Linked DNA regions of Mus musculus: all the other regions are linked to region 2. A link is a contact called in public Micro-C data. All regions are on one chromosome and are shown on one strand. Each heading gives the region's core, a stretch centred on a gene start, on an enhancer-like site or on the middle of the called end of the contact. The rest is flanking DNA. Distances are from core to core; before and after follow the strand shown.

Region 1 (3,920 bases), core at 7-2,506, 130 kb after region 2:
TAGGAGAGCTAAGTTGTGAAGCTGGCAGTCTTTGCATTCACAGGAGACATTTCCTTGCTTCATCTCCTTACTCAGGACTGACTTGTTTAGATTTTCTATTTCTTTATATCATTCCGTCTTAAATGTGTATGAATCTTCAAGTTTGTTTTCTTTTAGGTTATCCACTTGATTAGTGTATTGTTGTTCTAAGTCTTAACGAGTTTTGTATTTCTGTTTTGTTTTGCTTTTTACTTTGTTTGCTTGTTTGTTCAACTAAGGGTTTGTTGATAGGGATTTTAAAAATCTCCTTATCTTTTCACCTCCAGTTTCTATTTTAGTTTCTGCTCATTGTGGGTGATGCCATCCCTAGACTGGTATCCTGAATTCTGTAAGGAATCAGGTAGAGCAAGCCATGGGAAGGGAGCCAGTAAGCAGCATCCCTCCATGACCTTTGCATCAGCTCTTGTATCTAGGTTCCATCCCTGCTTTAGTTCCTGTCCTGACTTCCTCCGATGATGGATTATGATCTAGAAGTGTCAGCTAAATGAACCCTTTCCTCCCCAGCTTGCATTTTGGTCATGGTGTTTTCCTTGCAGCGGTAGAAACACTTAAGACACCCAGGGAAGGCTTTTTTTCTCAGCTTTCTTCAGTTGCTTAGTTTTCTGTATAAGGTTGGTGCCTGGTGAGCTTTCCCTGTGTACTGAGCATGTCCGGTGTTGTCCTTGCTCAGTTCATGTTTAGACAGTCATGTTGATGGACTTTATGGGTGTAGCTTCTGACATTTCTAGAAGACACAGTCTCTGGCTCTCACAACTCCCCCCCCCCCCCACGCCCACCCGATGACCAGGCCTTAGGTTTGAGATTTTATAGGTGTATAAGTTGGGACTGGGGTCCACTACTCTGCGTTTTGATAGGTTATTCTCTGTACTGTATCTGGCTGTTGCAAAGAGAAGTTTCTTTGATGAAGGGTGAGCACTTCACTTATTTTTGTGTATGAGGTCAAATGTGTAGAATGTAGTTAGGGATCATGCTGGTTTAGTAAAGTGGTGGTTGTAGGTTCTTCTCCAAGCTTCTGGCTTCATGAGCCCAAGGTAGTTGGCATGAGTTTCCTTTTGTTGAGCGGGCTTTAAGACCAATTAAGAGACCTGTTGGCTATTACCAAGGAAAGCCTGCCACTGCTACCCAGATAGTCTTTCTTGTACTGCCATGCTGGTCGTTGTGGCTCGTAGGTGTCATAGCTGGGTGGGACTGTTTGTCAGCTGCTTCCCTCCTGTGGAAGCTTATGTTGGTTCTTCTTTTATTATGAAGGCTAGTCCTCAAGGAGGAAGCTGTCAGGTCACTTCCTGCCCAAGGTCCTCCGGGCCCTCCAAGTTGCTTTTGGTATTGGTGTTTATCAGAGCAATAGAAAGCAAACTAGACATGTTATCTTTTTCCTAATACTAATTTTGTATGGTTTGCTTTGTGGTTACCATTGGGTTTACAAGATGCATGCCATAGGTATAGGAGATTATTCTTAGCTATTAACAACATAGATTTTAGTATAGTAATTATTAAATCTTTATGAATCTCATATAGATGTCTTTTGAACACATTCACACACACCACCATCGCTCCCCCTGACTCCCAACTTTCTTACCCGTTCCTCTGTTGTCTTAAATAACCCACTGAGTCTGTACACACACACACACACACACACACACACACACACACGACTACATATACACACTCAATGGGTTAGGGCCACCCACCAGGGCATACATAGTTGACTTATCAGGAGCCACACCCTTAAAACCTGACTGTCCCACGTGCTGAAATCGTCAGCTGTCTGTAACTTCAACTGTGCCTGGGACCTGGTGGACCTCTGGGTGCTCTGAAGCCAGAAGGTTGATTGGCATGTTCTTGTGGAGGTCTTGAGTTGAGTGCATCTGTCCTGTTAGGACCAGAGGACACAGGTTCACTCTGGTCCTCCTAAATGTCTTAAACATTTTTTTTCACCCTGTCTTTGGCCTTGTTATGTATGGCCCCTGAGCCCTGGGGTTTGGGGGGTGGGATGGTAGTGATGACTTAAGAAAAAAAAAAAACAGTTCATTGTTTTTGTTGTTGTTTTGTTTTGTTTTTCTCTTTATTTTTATTTTAATTTAATTTAATTTTATTTTCAAGACAGGGTTTCTCTATATAGCCCTGGCTGTCCTGGAACTCACTTTGTAGACCAGGCTGGCCTCGAACTCAGAAATCTGCCTGCCTCTGCCTCTCAAGAGGGGGTTAAAGGTGTGTGCCACCACTGCTCGGCTCTCTTATTTTTAAATGGGTTATTTTCTTGCAGCATTTCCAGGATAGGACTCCATCATCTGCTTTCTCATCACTCTTGAGGAGTTCATTTGTGTCTTTTCGGACCGAGTTTCATCATAGGAAACCAATCTCCTGACGGCCTTGGAGATCGTTTTTTACTTTGGCATTCTGTAGTTTTACTACATTGTACGCTGTATGACACTTGTATTGCAGACATGCTTGGTATATGTTACACTGCTTTTTGTGAATTTGTGTCCTATCTGTTATTGACTTATCTTATTCTTGTGTCTTATCTTACTCTGTCTTCAAATGTTGTTTCTTCTTTATACCCATACCTATTCTTCTGCTTCCTTTGTTGAGAGTCTTGCTATGTAGCCCTATCTCTCTTTAGAGATAGGCGGGCATCCTCTTGCCCTCAGCCTTCTCAGTGCTGGTACACACTCTGCTTCTGCTCCCTTGGACTCCACTGTTGAGTCTTCTTGGTGTCTCGTTATTGATTGGCCTCTCATTTCCATCTCCTTGACTGTGCTTCATTTTTGAACTTCCCTCGTTGTTGCTGATGGTTTTCTTTTTTGTGTGATAACCTTGTATCCCCTTGACCCTAGCTTATAGTTCTTTTGAACCGAGTTTACTTTGGTAATTCCAGTTCAGTGGGCCACATAACTAACTGAATGTGGAGTATGGTGAAAACATTGGGAAGGGTAAAGGCGTCTGAATGTACAAGAATCAGAAGCAAATGCATAGTGAACTCTGGGGTTGCTGGCAGTGCAACCTGTGTTGCTCTGGGTGACCTCACTGGAGCTGCAGCCTGTTCTGAATATGTAACAGTTGCACGCTGCAGTAAATGCTGTTACCGCACACAGTTACACACTATTGCTGCCTGACACACCGTGGCTCAGATCTGAGACCTGTATGTCATGGATTGTTGTAGTGACATACAGTATTTGTATTATGCATACAGGTTTTCTGTTCTTTAAAAAGCATAATGGTTTAATTATGGAAAAGAAAGGCTTGATATGTTTCTGTCATCATTCTGTAGTGTACAAATATCAAATTAATATGTCCTTCGAGTGTAGATGTTAGAATATTTGATTTTAAAATTGTTCAGATTGTTAACTTTTGCTTGGGGTTAGTTCAGAACTTCTGAAATAGCTCGAGACAGTCTTCTTCTCTCAACTTGCACAGTGTACGTACGTGAAGTTAAACAATCGAAACGATCACTTAACTCTGACAGACACTGAGGATGCTCTGTCCTGCAGTATCAAATATTCAACCAAGGTATCATTCTTTATGTAATAAAATAGTGCTGAAATTTGCCCTCATCTTTAATAAATGGTAAAATTATATGTATACCAAGTAAGAGTTCTAAATTAAGGTTAACCGATTTTTCTATCCATTTTCTATACCTGTGTACCCAGAGTTAAGAATTTCTTGGATGAAAGGGTCATGAGTGGAGTAGTTTAAGGAAGCTGTGTACTAATTATTTAATCCACCCATTTAGTATTTTACAGTGTTTTCTGCTATTAACTATTCTGGCTGACTGTAGTTGTCCTCCTTCCTCCCCTGCTCCTCCAGGCTCTGGTGTTGCAGGAGTTTTCCCTCTGCTCTGACAGGTGCCTGGTGGAGGTAACTCATGGGAGGCCTTATTTGGG
Region 2 (3,821 bases), core at 1,208-3,707:
GGTGGGAAGTCTGTGGTGGCCCCCACACACCTTCCACTCACCTGAAAGTCCTTGTCTGAGCCTCCCTGCTCCCATCATGAGCTCTGGCTGAGTAGACCTTTCCAAGTCCTTAGCAGTTTTGTAAGACTTGACTTCAAAGTCTTGTCAGTCAGATCTTCCAAAAAAGCAGGAACAGGATGGAATTAAATCCACATGAATTTTTCTTTTAATTCATGAATAAAGGAAAAAAGAGGGAAATAGTGAAGGTCATGGACCACTAACACAAGTTTAACTGTAAGGGAAGGACAGAAGGAAAGAAGGTGTAGGTGCCTCCAAGTGCACCATACAGTCTAGGGAAGTATCTGAAAGCCCATTGGACAGTTCCTGAATGCAGACCACTTGATATGGTCATTGACAGTGAGCTGTTTTAGGAGACTCAGTGTTGGCACTAACTCAGCAAAGGACTGAGTGCCACAACTGGGAGCCTGATCAATTACATTCTCACAGCACAAGGCCTGAGAGGCTCACACAAACAACTACCACCATGAACGGAGATGTTTCTGGTATAGTTGTTTTCTTAGCATTTTCCCATGTGCTCTAAAGGGCAGCTGATAGGTGGGCTTCTGTGAAGGGTAGTGGGAGGCTCCACCACAGGATGCAGGGAAGATGCCAAGATAGGATTAAGTTTGTGTGGAGCTAAATAAATATTCACTGGATTTCTGAAGCCAGGGATCCAGCTCCACAAAATATACCTTGGTTGCAGGAAGATGCATGCTATATTTACCTATGGATTCTAGGCAAGTAGCAATGGCAGCGCGCATAAATTCCCCCAAGAGACATCCAGCAAGGTTTCCCATACTCAAAGGGCAAAATTTTAAACTCAGCTAATTTTGTCTTCTGTGTTAGTTTGAATGGGAATGGTCCTGATAAGTTTGTACATTTGCATACCTGGTCCCTAGTTGGTGGAACTGTTTGAGAAGGAGTTGGAGGTGTTGAAGGAGGTATGTCACTGGGAATGAGTCTTAAGGTTTCAAAAGCCCATGTGATTCCCAGTTAGTTCTCTCTCTCTCTCTCTCTCTCTCTCTCTCTCTGTGTGTGTGTGTGTGTGTGTGTGTGTGTGTCTCTTTCTCTCTCTGTCTCTCTCTCTCTGTCTCTCTCTCTCTCTCTGTCTCTCTCTCTCTCTGCCTTGGGCTGTGGATCTCATGCAAGCTTTCAGTTACTGCTCCAGCACCATGCCTGCCTGTCTGCTGCCATGCTCCATACCACGATGGTCATGATCATAGACTCTACCCTCTGGAACCATGAGCCCCTAAACTAAATGTTTTCTTTTATAAGTTGTCTTAGTCATGGTGTCTCTTCATAGCAACTTAAAAGTAACCAAGTTAGTCACCAACTGTGGAATTTGATGAACCCTGATAGAAAATAATCTGAGATGTAGCCTTTAACCTATGCAACAATTGTGAAGATCCCATGGAAAGATCTGAATCCAGTCTTTTCCAATGGGGTATGTAAAAAAAAAAAAAAACTTTAGCCTTCATTACCCACAACCATATGCATTCTCTACTTTCCAGAGAAGGAATATGCAAAATAGCTGTCTACCTTATCCTTTATCCAAGGTTTTGATTTCTACAGTCTTTTACGTGAAGTCATCTAAAAATAATAATGGGAAGTTCCATAAATAATCAATTCAGAAGTTTTAAATTATGAACCATACTGAGTAGTACGATAAAAACCCATGCTGTCCCACTCTGTCCACATGAAATGTAAATCACCTCTCTGCCTAGTGTATCCACTATGTATATGCTACCCTCGTGGTCTTCATGTAGCTGCCATCTTGGTTATCAGGGTGATCTCTAGTATCATGATGCTTTGAATTCACTTAACCATTATTTTACTTACTAATTACCCCAAAGTTCAAGAATAATGATGCTGTTGACTTTATTGTAGAATATGACTATAATTGCTCTGCTGTATTATTGTCATTGTTAATCTCTTACTTACCTAATATATAAATTAGACAGTATCCCAGGTATGAATATAGCATATCCACAGTTGAATATGGTTTCCAGCATTCAGTGAGCATCTTGGAATGTCTCCTCCACCAATAAACGGGGGCTGCTCTCATACCAGTGTTTGTCCAGTTCTCCACGTGAACCTGTGGCATCAGCAGGGATTGAGATAGAGTGAAGCAAGAGAGATCCTGAATGCAAAGAACAAGAAAGCATTGCTCAGAGTGTGGTGTGAGTTTAGGTCAGTATCTGAACACAGAGGCTTCCTTTTGTAGGCACAGAATTCCCCATAGCCTTCGCATAGGACAAATATCCACCTGCCCTTCAAAACCTACACCAGCCTCATGTCCTGCATGGGTCCTTTGCTGAGTACCCAGTAGCTCCACACCAACTCCTTCAGGACCTATGGGCTTGTGCTTACATCAGCTACATGACTTGCTCCAGTACTTCCCTTTCTCTGTCCGTTTAAGAAGGCCTTATCTCTCCCAGCAGGCTGCCAACACTGCACAGAGGAACCCTCCCCTGATCTTGCAGCCCTTCTGCATCTGCTGCATTAGCTGTGGACTGATGGAGGGGGGTTGGTATGCTGCTTCTTTATTTGCATCTCTGGCAAGTCACTACCACGGTCCCCATGGGTGCAGATAGTGAATCCCCACTGGACTAATGTTTTGAATTACTGAGGGTTATACTTCTGACATATCCTTATTAAATAAGGCTGCAGAGGCATACAGTGTCCTCTATGCTATCTGGACCAAAGGATTCACAGCTGGCACTATTCTCTGTGTGTGTGCCCCTCGGGGATCAAAACAATAGTCTGTGACCATCAGAGGCCTTTCAATTATTTGTCATCTGGATTCACAGCTGTAGCAACTGATCTGCCTAAATTCCCAAGGATAAAGTAGTGTTAAGGTTCATTTTCCTGTGTCTTCAAGTCAGGAATGTGGTGCCAATGGTGTTGGCACCAAGAAAACAAATTTCCTTGCTCTGAAATCCATGAGGGTGACTTCACATAAGAAACCAACGTTCCAGCAGATTTTAGTGTTTCTGTTCCAAGAACAGGACCTGAATTGGCCCCTGCATTGACATGTAAGGAGCTAACCACAGCCTTGGGCTTCTGTAGTTACCTCTCTGCACCCCACAGGGGAATGGAGAAGGATCCTCAGGAGGACCCATCCCCTCTGGATTCCCTAGGGATTTGCATTTGTACATAAATACTTTTGTCTCAAGACCTCTACAGGAAGAGAGAGCCAGTGACAGAAGGGAAAGACAGACAGACAGACAGACAGACTGACTGACTGACTGACTGACTGACTGACAAAAGGGTCAAGAAGAGAGAAAGCCAGGCAGAAGCTATGCTACTCTGGAAAGCCTCCCTTTCTTTCAAGGTTATACAATGTTTCCTGTGCCACATCTTGTTCAAAATGGGTGTCACTAGAGTTGGCCCGCATGCAAGGGGTGAAAATAAAGTCCACCTTTTGATAAAGACATGGCTAGGAACTTGGGGAGATACTTTCAAGCAACTGCCTCCCAATACCCCCACTGTGGTTAGTTCCTCTGACTTTGTATCCTGGCCTTACACAGTAATGGCAATCCAAATTTCTAACACCACTCTACCTTGTCAGCAATACTTAATTAAGCTTTCACAGCCTGGTCCTGCAACCTAGAGGCCAGGGAACCCTTGGGTAATCATGGGCCCCATCATGAAAAAAATGCCCACAGGGACTCTATTTACCTGTGGAATTACATCAACCAAACAAGCAGGGAGAATGACCCAAGTGACCTGCATACGGTCGTCCATGCACACTGTGTAGTCTAAAGACGTGATGGTGACAG
Region 3 (4,201 bases), core at 1,334-3,833, 160 kb after region 2:
CAGTCAGGACTGTTTACACAGAGAAACCCTATCTCGAAAAACCAACCAGCCGACCAACTTTGAAGTTGACTTCATTTTGCAGTAGCTGTTCTAGCTTTGATGTTCCTTTCTCCATCTGGGTATTTTTAGTTTGCTTCATATTTGTATTTAAAGTACCTCTTTAGAAAATAGATTATAGAGGGTTTTTGCGTTTTTATTTTTATTATTTTTTTGATGGTGTTTTGCCTTTTAAAAGGTTCGATCTGTTTCTTTTGATCAGAATCTGTACCATTTACATTTATTTGTGTTTGTAGTTATACGTATGTTACAGGGAGGTAATGGGGGAGGCAAGGTGAATGTGAGTACAAGTACCAGATGCCCTTGGAGCTAGAATTCAACAGGGAGTTGTGAGCTGCCTGATGTGGGCACTGGGGATCGCAACGCTTGCTCTTAATGACTGAGCCATCTCTCCAGCGTCTCCTTTACATTTAAAACTGTTTTACTCTTTGTCCACCCCACCCCCTTTCTCCTTCTTGCATGCTTGGCCAATTTTCTGTTCACCTAGCCACATTTCCCAGCCTACCACTTATGCATAAGATCATTATTAATGTGATTATATTTAGATCTTTCATATTTTGCTTTATTAAGGAAAGGATTTTCTTTGCTTTTCTATATTAATTTTTAATTATCCCATCAGTTCTTTTGTTTTCTAGCTATATTTCTTTGCTTTTCTGGGGAAAATAGAATCATTGATTCAAGGATTACAGTATTAGCTTTATCATAATCTACTTAGCATGGGTGTCAAACCCAGAGGAAACAGTTTCTACTGTGGTGTATTTTCATTTTCTTCTAACCTCCTGTGGTCATGTGCTAGAACCTTCATGTGTTCTGTACCTCCCTTGGTATAATTATAGATTTTGCTTTTAACTACTCTTTTACAGAAACGAAGATTAGAAATTGCTTATTAGCAAACATATCCCCACAAATCCTGTTCCTGGCTCTGTTTCTTCTCGCACATCCAGGATGCCATCCTGTGTGATTTCTGTTAGACTGTGAGACCTGGCCCTTCCTATAGCTGGGGTCTTCCATTGGATGAAGGGATGGTTTTACTGGAATTGTTAGAGTGCTTTGCTGGGAGGCTGGCTGTTTATCTTCCTCTTTAATCCCTTGACTGTGGCACTTGTGTCTTAATAAGCCAGTAGTTTCTAGGGAGGGGCTGTCCTTTGTTCTTGCTGCCTTTCTTTTCCTGCTCACAGCGTGAATTTCTACCTTCAAGGTGTTCTTTACCTGACTCTGTTTCTGTTAAGCTTCCTTTGGGGACATTGCTTGGGGTTCCCTGAGCTGTTGTGAATGTTACATCTCCAAGCCTTTCTTCCTTCCTTGTGCACTCCTGAGTTTTCCCTGTTTTCCCCGATTCCCCACAGGCATTCCGTTTCCTGTGGTCATGCAAGTCTGAATTCTCATGTCTCAATTCATTTCTTTCTGGTTTTGTTTGTTTTGTTATTTTATGCTTTTTATTTGGGTCAGTTTACTTGCTTGTTGGTTTGTTTTACTTTTCTTTCCGATGATGGAAGAAAGAAAGCATACTTGCTAAACAGGTGTCGTTTTAGTAAATGTGTTGTTCCTGGCTGTGGAGATGGCTCAGTCAGTAAACCATTTGCTTTACAAGTGTGAGGACCCTTGTTTGTATGTGTTCCACATAAAAGCCTGGTGGTCAACTGGGTGTGGGGGGGCATATGCCTTTTTACAGCAGCACTTGCTAGGTAGACACAGGCGTCTGCTGAGCTCAGGCTGGCCACATAGAGACACACACACAGAGAGAGGGACCCTGTTTCAGAAACAAGCTGGTGGTGCCTGACTGCGCTCCAGTGTTGATGGAACAGGAAGAATAGGCAGGTAGATTGCTTAGAAGCTCCCAGGCTGGCCAGCTCGGCATACTTGGAGAAATTCCAGGCCAACGGAGAAACCCTCCAACAAGGCATCGAGGTACCTGATGGCGCGCCTGAAGTTCTCTGATCACCCTGAGGTTTAATTACTTAAACTACTTTGTTTAGCTCTAGAATTTCGACTTTCCTAGTCTCGGTTTTGAGATTGCTTTCTGCTCACTCATTGGCAACATGGTTTTTCATAAGTTTTTTGAACCTATTTCTTACTTAGGAATCACTTGGCATCAGATTTTACAGTTTTTGCTTATGTATTGGGTTTACCTTGCTGTTTTTCTTTTTTTGAAATTTGTGCATGTGCCAGAGACTCAGCCCTTTCAAGTTCTTAGGAGGGTTGCTGGGTTTTTATCGTAGCAGACGGTGGCGTTACACGGAGGCCAAGGACTGCGCCCCTATACTTACAAGCTGGTCAGTCCCTGCTGTGGTGGTCTTGCGCTTAGCCAGTCCACTCCCCTGGGCTTCATGTCCCTGAAGGCTGGACTGGGGCTGAGGATCTGACATAGACTTCCGCTTTGCCTGCTGTGAGTTCTACACACAACACACTGGAAGCTCTGCTGCCCTAGCCATGCTTGCTTGGGAAAGCAGATTTGTGGATTTGGCTCCGTGTTGGGCTTACATTTCCTGGGCCCAGCTTCCTTCTCGCCATGCTGCCTGTGGTCTACCTGGTGCACATGAAGCTGAGCTGCAGCAGTTTGTGCTTGTTCCTTATTACGCCTGTGTCCTGCACACAGTACCCTGCTTTTCTAGTTCACCTCCAACTCTTGAGTTCTGGTATGTGAGACCAGTTACCCCAGTGGTTCTCAGCCTGTGTGTCACAACCCCCTAGGGTTGTCACATGACCCTTTCACAGAGTCGCCAAAGACCATCAGAAAGCACAGATATTTACATTATGATTCACAACAGTAGCAAAATTATAGTTATGAAGTAGCAACAAAAATAATTTTATGGTTTGAGGTCACTGCAACATGGGCAACAACGGTTACGGTTGAGAAGCACCAACAGCAAAGACCAGCTCTTAACTGCCTGCCACAGGTTCACAGCCACGACTGTGGGGATAGGGTAGAACCTTAACCAGAAAATACAGACTCACCATTCTTACCTATTACCTATTACCTATTACCTGTGTAGTCTTTAGATTTTTCTTTTTAGTTCAGTTTTCACACAAGATATCTGCGGTGTCAGAGTAGCCTCTTCAGTACTCTGCTGTGAGAAAAAGTGTATTGTTCAGTTTCCCTGTAAATAGCAGGCTAGTTTGTTTCATGAACATGGCTTCCTGCTGAGCTGCCATTGCCTTTGTGGTCATTATTCTGTTCACATCTGAATCGAGATGATTTTGTATTAAACCCAACTGTTGGTCCCTTTCTTCTCAAACACATTTGAAGTTGTCTTGCGTTTCTCCAGTGGAGGGGCGGTCATCGAGGGTTTCTGGAACCGCAGCTCTAGAGCGCCCTCTCCTGTCCTCAGCAGCCACTTGAAAAGGTGCCCTGGTGTTGTGGAGCCCAGGGTCTGTCTGTCATTCTCCCCCTCCCCTTTGTTTAGAAGGGTCCTTCCATTTCCCTGCACCTGTTCTTTCTGCCCTGGTGGTTTGCTGTCCGCAGCAGTGTTTCAGTAGTGGTGAATTCTCCAGGGGCCCATAAGCCTTAGGCCACCGCAGCCAGTCTGCCTGCAAGAGTCCCTTGTACAGTCCCTTTTACAGTCTCACCTACAGGTGGGTGTCAGTACGCAGACAGCCCTAGAGGTGCTGTGCTGATGCTGGCTCCGTCCACTGTGCTGATGCTGGGGTACTTTGTCCCCTCTTCAGCCTGCACGGGTCCAATGCAGTGTGCCTTAGCTTTTGCTAGACTTTCCCTGCCCCTGGAGCACTCGGTAGCTTGTAGCTGTGGGTTACTACGTTGGGCCTGCATCTGAGGAGTACTTCTGTTAGGGAAAGCAGGGAGATAAAAGTTGCCTTCGCGCTCACCCATCCTCTGCCTCCTGGAGGTGGACAGGCTGGATCCTGCTTTGAAGGTTGGAATGATCTGCCATATAACGAAGACTGAGAAGTAGGTCTGTTTCATGTCCATTCCCTATTTGCCCTTTGACCTGGGGCCTTTCCTACCTGAAGGGACTTTGATCTGACCTCCCATCTCAACACCCAGTCCTGTGTCCCAGCTCTACATCACAGGCACTAGTGGCTTTTGGGGGGAATGCTTCCTTGATTTTTCAAAACCTTTCCATAAGTATTCCTGAAAATACCCCTCCTTGCCAGCTGAGAATGATGGCTTGTTTTGCAGTATTTG

The links. Hi-C and Micro-C count contacts between places; a contact is called where the count stands out from the background.
Region 1: a Micro-C map of the G1E-ER4 cell line shows a contact between it and region 2. The contact joins two enhancer-like sites. A contact is called at or near these places in 1 of 15 datasets of contacts at CTCF or cohesin (the G1E-ER4 cell line), 11 of 484 Hi-C or Micro-C datasets (the G1E-ER4 cell line, the HL-1 cell line, the HPC-5 cell line and 4 more), 5 of 115 datasets of contacts at active chromatin or transcription factors (bone marrow-derived macrophages, embryonic stem cells, fetal liver and 1 more) and 1 of 9 other capture datasets (adipose tissue).
Region 3: a Micro-C map of the G1E-ER4 cell line shows a contact between it and region 2, with 3 times the contacts expected there. The contact joins two enhancer-like sites. A contact is called at or near these places in 5 of 484 Hi-C or Micro-C datasets (the G1E-ER4 cell line, the HL-1 cell line, embryonic stem cells and 1 more), 1 of 115 datasets of contacts at active chromatin or transcription factors (large pre-B cells) and 2 of 9 other capture datasets (adipose tissue and liver).

The regions. Positions count from the first base shown.
Region 1 is chr13:35,748,110-35,752,029 of GRCm38.p6, forward strand. All of the region lies in intron 3 of Cdyl (chromodomain protein, Y chromosome-like), which reads left to right. Among named protein-coding and RNA genes, the nearest start is that of Cdyl, 90 kb to the left of the region's middle. Within about 2 kb of position 1,257, at least 14 of the 459 cell types and tissues checked have an H3K27ac peak or open chromatin away from gene starts, as enhancers often do. A contact at or near this core is called in the G1E-ER4 cell line and erythroblasts, where this site is marked.
Region 2 is chr13:35,612,869-35,616,689 of GRCm38.p6, forward strand. No RefSeq gene overlaps it. Among named protein-coding and RNA genes, the nearest start is that of Cdyl, 45 kb to the right of the region's middle. Within about 2 kb of position 2,458, at least 33 of the 459 cell types and tissues checked have an H3K27ac peak or open chromatin away from gene starts, as enhancers often do. A contact at or near this core is called in the G1E-ER4 cell line and erythroblasts, where this site is marked.
Region 3 is chr13:35,768,693-35,772,893 of GRCm38.p6, forward strand. All of the region lies in intron 3 of Cdyl (chromodomain protein, Y chromosome-like), which reads left to right. Among named protein-coding and RNA genes, the nearest start is that of Cdyl, 110 kb to the left of the region's middle. Within about 2 kb of position 2,584, at least 19 of the 459 cell types and tissues checked have an H3K27ac peak or open chromatin away from gene starts, as enhancers often do. A contact at or near this core is called in the G1E-ER4 cell line, where this site is marked.